Linked DNA regions of Rattus norvegicus: all the other regions are linked to region 1. Evidence: chromatin contacts called from public Hi-C data. All regions are on one chromosome and are shown on one strand. Each heading gives the region's core, a stretch centred on a gene start, on an enhancer-like site or on the middle of the called end of the contact. The rest is flanking DNA. Distances are from core to core; before and after follow the strand shown.

Region 1 (3,292 bases), core at 728-3,227:
TGCTATAAGTACCATGTGAGGATGTGTGGAGTGTGCCTGATGCTTATTCCCAACATGGTTTATCCCAAGCACCTAGCCTCCCTTACATCTCTGTCCTGCTTCTCTATTCTGTTTCCAGCAACTCTGCCACCAGTACTGGGCTGCACAGTCTCATTGCATTTCAGGCCGTCACTCACCCCTGTTGCATGCCCCTCCTACCTCTCCCCTTCCTCAACTTCCTGCCCCTCACGTCTGTCCTGTCTGCTTTGCACATTGCTTCTTTTCCAGTCCTGAGCTACCTTCTCTCCTCCCAGAGAGCTCCACAAACCTGTGTAGCTGGGTGGAGGTGAGGTGGCAGGGACATTTGAGACAGGGTATGGTGATGGACTTTGGGTCTGATGGTCTGACTTAGAGAGGGAAGGGAAGGGAGGAAGGGAGAGGGGTCAGGAGGTCCAGGTGGGGTGAGGTGAAGAAGGTGACTGTCTAGTAAAAGGAGGGGATGAAGGAACAGGCTGTTGAGACTAGTCACAGCCCACCCTGGGTAGACTTCTCAAAGGAGGCCTGAGGCCCAAGTAAGCAGGAACAGCGGCCTTGCCAGGGATCTAGAGAACTTAGTGTAGCTCACATCTGGTCAGGAAATGCTATATATACATTTCCTCCTCTGTAGCCACTCCTTTTGTCCTGTGGCTCCCTGAAGGCTTGGAGAAGTCATCAGTTGAGGCTTCTTAACACTTCCTTATCTGTGACCAAGCTCAGCTGTCATTTCTTCAAGGAAGTCTTTTCTAGCTTCCAGAAGGGTCAGCCCTCCCTCGACACACACACCGCCCCAGCACCTTTGACATTTCCTCTAAATTACTTAAACCTTAAAACTAAATACCCGAGTCACTTTATTGAAAAAGATAAATCTCTAGCCCCTGAAAAAAATGGTCCTTAGTAGGTGCTTGTTGTGTATGCCCAGAATGACAGGCAACCTGCGGATGGTGGTGATGGCTCAGGGCTTCTTGTGGATCCGACACTGGGTGGACTGGTATAACTCTCAGAGATCAGGGCTTTGAATCCTGAAGCCAGATGCTTTTCTTTCTGCAGACTAAGGAGCCCCCTCTTCACTTAGCAGTCATCAACAACCGTCCCGCAGTTGTGGATAGCCTGTTAAGTGCTCAGCATGATGTTGACGCCTTAGATCAGGTAAGCAGGCTGGAGCATGGGCACTCTGCTCTTATGTTTCACCGTGAAATTTCCAGGTTTCAACACAGTGTGTCAGCAGGAAGTCCTGTTTAGGTTGGAGGTGCTTAAAACGATTCTTGGGGAGGGGGGGTGGCACGTGTCTCTTTTTCATTAGTTCTGTAACCTCTCTGCTGTCCCCACACTGCTGCTTTTTGCAGAGGCAAAGATTCTGTGCGTAGGTAATCAAGTTGTTCATTTTTGGCTAGAGCTTTCGATAAACGATACCAAAGCAAGTTGCCAGAAACTCTTAAATCAAAAGCCACACCTACAGTGTGAAAGGTTGTCCTTGGCTAGGAGCTGGTCCCCATGAGAAGGAAGCTTTGTTTCCACATCAAGTATCTTTCTACACCAGAAGGCAAAAGAGACCAATTAGAATTAAAACAAATAAAAAGATTACCAGGTAGTCAATGAACTGGGACGGAATCAAATGCCCTATAAAAGCCACCTGTCACGCCTGGAGATGGAGGTGGTGGAGCAGCCAGCAGTGGGTGGTTGATTGTCCCTCTCTGCCCCTCTGCCTCTGGTGTAGCCTCTTCCAGGGGCAGTGGGAAGCCTTGGGGGCTGGGGTGGGGAGTCACACGCAGCCTCTGAGTTGCCTCTCTTCCAGGCTGTCTCTGATTATGCCCTCTAGATTAGGAAAAGCCGTTGTGCAGGAGCACACCTGTCCCAGCCTCCACTGTGGCCATTTCCTTATCTGTTGAAACAGCATGACTGGTTCCCTTCAGGTTTTTTCCAGCTCAAGCCTCTTGGTTAATTTTTGACCAGAGCAAGGAGACTTACGGCTCTCTGTTCCTCCCTCCTCCCTCTTCTGTGTCACACCAGCCCACAAGTTGGGAGCAGACCTCACTGGTTATTAAAAGCGTTTGAATATTCAAACTTACTAATGCTTCAAATCTTTTTCACATAGACAAAGCCTTGTGTTCGTTCACATATGATTTTGGCTTCTCCAGAACTGGCTTGATCCACTCGAGGGGAGGAGTGCCAGTTACACAACTTGGCCACATTGGTTCAAACTTAAGTTACATCAGTAATGTACATACAAAAGTAATAGGATTTATATTTTTCACATAAGGTATATAAGTATGGTTTTAGAAAGCAAATGTTCATTTGGCCCCACCGAAGAGAGGCAGCTTTTGTTTTGCTGTTTCCTGTGTTCTCGACTGAGAGCGGTATGTCAAAGCATGCGTTTGTTGACACAGCACACTTGTGCTGGTTGGTGTAGACAGCCTTTCCATGGGCTTGTTGGTTCTTGTGCTGGGTGATAAGCCCTCAGAGAGGCACACTGCCACCTGCTGGCGGCCTTTTCTAGGTGCTGTCTGATGACTTGGCTTTGCCTTTTTTGGTAGGAAGAGACCTCCTGCTTCAAGCTACTGTGTAGCACTTGACTCAGGGACGTGGCTTTCTCTGCCTGGTGGAGCAGTGGGTCTGGTCACATTCAAGGTTCCTGCCTGTGCAGATGTCTTCACACCAGTCCTTTCTGTAGGAGGTCAGGGCGATGATCCTCCGTTTACGTGGACTGCACTTTTATCTTCTTCATAGAAAGAGATGACTCTCCCAAGAAATTCAGTCCTTTACTTCTTACTACATAACAACGTAGAAAATGGGAAAAAAAAGAGTAAAAAAAGGCAATAAAATAAACTTTAGTCACCCCCATCTTTAATATCACTTTTAATAGTATCAATGCATTTTTTCTCGTTTTCCGTGAGTTTATAAATTAAGCTTAGCCAGCTAGAGTGTCTCCTAAAGCTTTTTAAAAATCAACTTGTTTTTATCTCAAGTGCGTTGGTGTTTTGCCTGCATGTATGTCTGTGCGAGGGTGTAGGATTCCCAGGAACTGAAGTTACAGTTGCGAGCTTGTGGGTGTTGGGAATTGAACCAGCATCCTTTGGGAGATCAGCTAGTGCTCTTAACCGCTGAGCCATCTCTCCAGATCCCTCCTAAAGCTAATATTATGCCATAAATAGTTTTTCCCTTTCAGAAATCTTTGAAGCCATTTTATTATGGTGAAATGCATATGACATTAGTTACCATTTAAACTGTGTTTAAGTGTATAGTTCTGTGACATCACAGAGCTTCTCATTTCTTGATC
Region 2 (3,179 bases), core at 167-2,666, 83 kb before region 1:
ACTTATCTTTTGACTGACTCCCTTAATAGTAACTTTCACTGAGCAGACATACAAAATGTTTCAGTTAAAGTGTGAAGGATTTTTTTTCCAAGTTTAAACAATTGTGTTCTGTTGAAAACAATGTTGTCTTTAAATTGCCTTTATTCTGTAAACAGTTTGCTTTTGGGCTGCTGAGTTTTGTTGATCTGTAATCTACACGTACGTTTGCTAGAAGCTTTACAGGCACAGAGGAACATAGCTGGTGTGTTGCTCTGACTTTGAGGGTTCGTACGGATTTTTGCAGTTTAAGCTGCTGATGACCTGAAAGAACAGAAAGTGCTTTTCATTGAGCAGCAGAATCTCAGATTTGGTTCCAGTTGGGTTGAGTGTTTTATGGGAGCCTCGATGGCATCTCTCAGAACAGGAGTGGTAGGAAATGTGTTTTATGTTGATTATTTAATCGTTTCATTTGTCGAGCTTCCTCTAAAAGAAGCTGTGTATAGGGGAGGAGGCTGAGGAAGTTCCAAGGAGACAAGAAGGTCTCAGAGAACAGAGATATTTTCATAGGAAATGTTTCTATTTTGGACTCCCATTTTCCACATGCTAGATCTTATTCTGTGTGACGTGATAGTGTAAATGCCTGCTAGTCGGACTGAGGGAAGAAGTTTGCATGCAGAAGCTGGGCCGTCCATTTGGACCCTCCTTGAATATTCTCCACTGGACTCCACTCTCATACACTCCTGGAAGGCACAGTCGCCTGACTGTTGTCATAAAGTGTCTTCTAATGAGCTCATAAACTGAGTAAGCAAGCATCCGAATTCGTTACGTGAAGTCTGCACAGCCAATCAGTGCATTCCGGCCATTTCAACAGCTGCCTCTACTAACTTGGACCATCTCAGTAGACTTTATGGAGAAACTAAGTCAAAATAAAAAGTAGTATTTCCAAATATTGTCCTAAATGTAGTAGAAATTGATGATTTTAAAAACAGAAATTACATTAGCATAGAGTGTAGATATAAACTATAAGACTAAGGAGTTGGGAATTTAGCTCAGTGGTAGAGCGCTTGCCTAGCAAGCACAGGGCCCTGGGTTCGGTCCCCAGCTCCGAAAAAAAGAAAGAAAAAAAAAAAAAAAAGACTAGAGTTGGTCTGAATTTGTTCAGCATTAAAGACTATTCAGTCTGTTAGCCACATGTGGTAGTCACACCTCTCACCCCAGCACTCAGGAGGCAGGTGGGTCTCTGTGACTTCTAGGCCAGCCTGGTCTACATAGTAGGTTTAGAACAGCCAGGACTACACAAAGAGTCTCCAAAACAAACAACAGCAATGACAAAGACAAAAAAAGAAAAAGAAAAACAAACAAAAAAAGCCAAAGCCTGTGTTAGAGAGGATCATAAGACAATGAAAGAGTAGCCTGTTTTCAAGTCCAGCTCTCCCATTTGTCAGCTCTATGACTCAGAACAAATTTCTTAATCTTTGTAAACTTTCATTTTCTCATTCATCAGACTAATAATTGTAATCTCAGAATTATTTTGACTAGTGAGTTTATATGGGAAGCACTTAGCATATTACATGACATACTCATTAACTGTCCCTAATACCTTAAAACGAGGGGTAGTCAGCAAGCCCTTGCCTTATCTCTCTCCAAGAACACTTACAAGCATCTCTTCATTCCTTCAACAACCTTTGTCATTAGCTTATTATCAATAAGGATCTAAGAGAGGGCTAATGTAACCATGGTCATGTGCCTAATGAGAGGCATTGCTGAGACACAGAGGAAAGTCCCTATTTTTAACCCCAGTGACACACAAGTTCCCAGAAGTAACAGGAGGAAGAAGGTAGACGTTACAACCCGAGTAGCCTGTGAAAGGCCTTCAGGGGAAAGTGTGATAAATGAGGTATGAATGGGAGCTAAAGGGAGAGAAACGTTGGAAGCTGAGACACTGCATCTGGGAGAACAGAAAGCATTCAGACAGGACGGGTGGGTGACTAACGAGGGGTTGTAAAGGAAGAGGGAAAGGATGAGTCACACTGTGAGGCTTCCTCTGGGCAGCTGCGCGCTTGCACTAAGTACAAGAGAGAACTTCACAGAGAGGCTGTCCCAGCGTTAATCATGAGTGAGGAGTTTTCCCTCCTGGTTTGCTTTCTACTCATCTTTTGCTTCCCTATATTATTCCAAGCCAAAATATTTCAGATGCCACTCCCTTATTCTTACCTCATTCATATTTTAGGCATGTTGTAATTATTATAGCTTATCTAATACAATAAGGGCCACATGGAAACAAGAAAAAAAGAGAACATTGGTTCTCTGGCACAAAGACAAAGCTGCACCTGAGTATCATGGGAAGTTTGAGTTGACCGATGAGAGGTGTGGCAGAACTCAGACAGGTATTCTAGATACGGGCAGTCCAAGAAGGCAGAGTCCCTCAGGTCAGTGAGAGTGGCAGACCCAGCAGGAGATAGGCCTTCTGTACACTGTCAGTGCCTGCTACAGGCAGATGGAATTCGGAGGCCTTGTTTCTAAGAGAAGAATTGCAATTTTAATCTCCAGCTAGTGGGTGGCGAGTGTGTCTGCTCTAGGGAAGACCATGAAACAAGTATTCTGTAAATGAGGGCAAGGCTGAAGACAGCATGGGCCTGGGAGGTGGGCAGGCACAGCCTACCTTCGTGGCTCTCCACGCGACACAGTTGCTTTCATGTAAGAGCTCACTGGTTTCTCTCAACTCGGTTGCAGTGTTTTGCCTCTGTCGATCCTTTCAGTAGCAGGTTATGTTCTGCTTGTGCTGTGCTTGTTCTACAGCTACTGTCTGTTGTGATTTACGTTATGATGTAGAATGCAAACCAGGAGGGAAAACTCCTCACGCTCACCATTAACGCTGGGACAGTCTCTTCCGTGAAGTTCTCTCTTGTACTTGGTGCAAGCGTGCAGCTGCCCAGAGGAAGCCTCACAGTGTGACTCATCCCTTCCCTCTTCCTTCACTATCTCTTGTTAGATCTTATAGGTTGTTAAAATTAACACTGTCCCCAGTCACCCTTTGCAGGGTAAGCTGGAAACCCACATTTAAAGCATGAGTGCAGGCAGCCCCTACAAACAGGGTATGAGCATGTTTGCCATGTAAACTTTTCTTGACTCACCTATTTTGTCTATATTCATTTCTTTTTTTGCTGTTCAATCCGATCGTTTTTCTGTGAAGAGGCAAA
Region 3 (3,207 bases), core at 158-2,657, 110 kb before region 1:
TCATTTTCAACCCTATAAATGCACTCTAGGCTTTAAAAAAAAAAGAAAGAAAAGAAGAAAGAAAATTGAAGAGTTTTTAAAAGTACAGAGGGAAAATAAAACAAAACAACAAAAAATGTCTTTCTTTTCTGCACAAATACTGAATTACTAAAAAAAAAAAAAAAATGCTCCTTTTCCTGAACTAAAGGTCGGTCTTCACTCTGACACGTTTCAACTTACTATTAATATTTCTTATCCACAGCGTGCCAATTCAATAGCTCCTTTCTGAACTTGGACAAGGAGGGGCAAAGTACAGAAGTGCCGCACACACTTTCTACACCAAAGATCACTCACACCTCGAAGTTTACGATCTCAGATTTCAAGGCCAAAGCCAATCAACTGGTTTGCCTAAATTACACCCATTAGAGCTGAACACCCCTCCCCCCATTCTGGTGTGTGTGTGGGGGGGGGGCTCCAAAAGATAGTTTTAAAGGTCGATTTAACTGTCCCCGTGTCCAGTACTTCTTCAGACACCACGCCTGCCCAACCCAGATTCCTACACCCCAGACAGCTGCGGCCTTAGGTTCCAAGTTACCAGATGCACCTTGCCTTCCAAACTAGATCGTAGATTTAACACAAGCTTTCCAAGGTCCTCGACCAAAGCTGACAAGATCCAGAGATTAGGGGGTCTAGGAGTAAGGACAGTCCCAAGCACCTCCTATCCCATCCCTGGCGAGGCACTCATTCCAAAACGACCTTTCGGCCCCGCACCCCAGCACATTCCGCAGCCCCCGCCCCGGGACAGTCCGTGCCTCCCGGTCCAGCCCCACCCCAGGTCCCGAGCAGCTCCCCTCGTCTCGCGGCAGGTGAGTCCAGGCAGTGGATCCGTGGCCCCACGGGCTGCTCACCTTGCTGAGGACTCCGCAGCGCTCCACAGGCGGCCCGGACTCTGTCTCCGGATCCTCCTCCGAGCCCGACGAGTTCCAGCTCTGGTTATCCGACATGGAGACGCGACAGCCGAGCAGGAGACCGGCCCCCGCTCCGCGAGCTGCGCCAGTGCAGGCGCCTAGTCCCTGGGGTGAAGGGTCGGGGGATGGCACAGCCAAGAGTGCCCGCTCCGGGGAGTGAGGGAACAGGAAGAGGGACGAAGCGCGCCCGCTGCGCCGCCGCCGCCGCGCCTGACACCGAGCGGACCAGGGAAGGAGGACGAGCGGCGAAGAAAGCCTGCCCTTCCAGCCGTCAGCCGCCGTGGCCGTGACCCCTGCGCTGCGCCCGGCGCCGCCACCTGAACTCGGCCCCCTAGATGCCAACCTCAGTCAGGGAGGGAGGAGGGGGAGGAAGACGGGAAGAGCCAAGCCAACAGCAGAGACCCAGATCCACTCACACCTCCGCTACAGCCGCCATCTTCCTGCCGGGTCCACTATTTACCCTCCCTCCTCTCTCAGCTCCCTCCCCTCCGTCCTCCCATCCTCCCTCCACCCCGCCCCGGGCCCCTCCCGGTGGCTCTCGACGCTCCCTACCTCCGGCCCTCCCGAGTGACGACGGGTAGGGAAGGAGGCGGAGCGGGGAAAGGAGAGAGCTGAACAGGGAAACTGCTGCGCTGCATTCTGGGAAGGCCGGCGCTCTGTCCGCCGCGCAGCCTCCTGGGAGTTGTAGTCGCAATCCTAGGCAACTAGTGTGTGTGTCCTGGGCGCGCGAAAGACTGGTTGCCTAGGGGAACCTTCTGAGAGCAAGTGGGCTTCTTTTGACAGTTGTGTGCCCCTTCGGTCCAGCCTGGCTTCCGATTCTGCCTTGCGTGTTTATGACGAGCCTGCGAATCGGGACGTGAGAACCCTCAGGTGAGGATGTTGGGTGGTGAGACGCTGCTTTCCGGAAAGCCCGGGAACATCTTTGCAACTTGCCTGGTCAAAAAATGATAGAGGCTCAGTCGCTTTACTCAGGTTAGGAGTTTATGATCTCTCCAATCGCAAACTGAAGATTTTTTTTTCCTCTCTAAAACCGTCACTGCTAATTCCGAAGGACTACTGTCTGTGTCTTCGGAAATAGATTTAATACTTGAGGTTTACTGCTGTCAAAGGAAGAATTCCTTCAGGCTATTTTCGCTTTGTTAATTTATAGAATTTTTATCTTGTGGAAAATAATGTTGAGATTGTCAGAGAACAAATGACGTTTAAAGAACTTTTTAAAAGCAGATATAAGGATATTATTATATCCTGAAGTTTTCTCTTAGTTGTAAGCAAGTATCTCCCCCGGAGACCCTGAGTTAACCATCTTCTTCCTTCCCGAAAGACAGGAAAGTTTGAATAGAAACTTTCTATCATTAAGATCAAAACGCGAGTTTTACTAAATAATAAGGAATTAGACAATAGATAGCTATCAAATTACTGATAATTTACAACTTTGAATTTCCTTATTAAATTGTAAAAAAGAATTTCTGCTTGCTACCCAGATGGGAAAGTAAGAGGAAATTTTGAGTGTTTCGGGTGTTAAGGCACAATGATTATGAAACAAACAAAAAACTCTGGGAGCAATAGAAGAGTCCTACACTCTACGTAATGATAGGCAGTAACCCTGAGATGTACTCGTGTAGAAGCGTTAGTGGAGACACTAAATACAATAGAGTCTAAATCTGCTGTATGTCAGATACAAATGAGTTTCCATCATAAAGTCATGACAAACATAATTGAAAACCATTCAAATGATTAAAATCTTAAGAGATAAAGCTTTTAAGAATACCTTGTCAAGGTGTTAAAACATAACCCAAGGGGGGGAGAGAAAGAGAGAGAGAGAGAGAGAGAGAGAGAGAGAGAGAGAGACTTTGTAAATTACAAGAGTATACATTTAGAATAGTTTGCTTTCCTTTCTGAGTCAAATATGTTTAAGACTTTCTGATTCTTGTACTAGGTTTTAGAATCACTGCTCTTAAATAAACATGCTTGTAAACATTGAGGAATTCACTTCACAATGCCATTTAGAATAACAGAAATTATGTTAATGTTATGTTTAATTTTTAAATAAAACCTTCAATTTATTTTGTGACTCATTTTGGTTTTGAGTAATTGTGACTACCAACACCCAACTCCCGCTTGCTTGGGTGAAAATTACTTCCTTCTATTTAGTGTTGCTGTATGAGGAACTGCCTTGCTACGTGGGTCCATTGTACTAAAGGCCAGAATATTTTAAGCACAGGAAGGTTTTTGTATGGTGATTAGATTACCACCTTAGAAA

The links. Hi-C and Micro-C count contacts between places; a contact is called where the count stands out from the background.
Region 2: a contact with region 1 is called in a Hi-C map of the A7r5 cell line, with 2.3 times the contacts expected there. The contact joins two enhancer-like sites. A contact is called at or near these places in 4 of 12 Hi-C or Micro-C datasets (the A7r5 cell line, liver and mammary epithelial cells).
Region 3: a contact with region 1 is called in a Hi-C map of Schwann cells, with 5 times the contacts expected there. The contact joins the promoter of Cert1 here to the enhancer-like site in region 1. A contact is called at or near these places in 4 of 12 Hi-C or Micro-C datasets (the Rat2 cell line, Schwann cells, kidney and 1 more) and 1 of 1 datasets of contacts at active chromatin or transcription factors (oligodendrocytes).

Annotation. Positions count from the first base shown.
Region 1 is chr2:29,504,871-29,508,162 of GRCr8, reverse strand. It overlaps Ankdd1b (ankyrin repeat and death domain containing 1B), which reads left to right. Exons shown (of 15, transcript XM_008760686.4): 10 at 1,066-1,164. Among named protein-coding and RNA genes, the nearest start is that of Ankdd1b, 42 kb to the left of the region's middle. Within about 2 kb of position 1,977, at least 18 of the 93 cell types and tissues checked have an H3K27ac peak or open chromatin away from gene starts, as enhancers often do. A contact at or near this core is called in the A7r5 cell line, Schwann cells and kidney, where this site is marked.
Region 2 is chr2:29,587,223-29,590,401 of GRCr8, reverse strand. All of the region lies in intron 3 of Polk (DNA polymerase kappa), which reads left to right. Among named protein-coding and RNA genes, the nearest start is that of Polk, 28 kb to the left of the region's middle. Within about 2 kb of position 1,416, at least 45 of the 93 cell types and tissues checked have an H3K27ac peak or open chromatin away from gene starts, as enhancers often do. A contact at or near this core is called in the A7r5 cell line, where this site is marked.
Region 3 is chr2:29,615,402-29,618,608 of GRCr8, reverse strand. Cert1 (ceramide transporter 1) reads right to left here and starts at 1,407. Exons shown (of 18, transcript NM_001108935.1): 1 at 888-1,407. The coding sequence starts at 983. It overlaps Polk (DNA polymerase kappa), which reads left to right and starts at 1,649. Exons shown (of 15, transcript NM_138516.1): 1 at 1,649-1,817.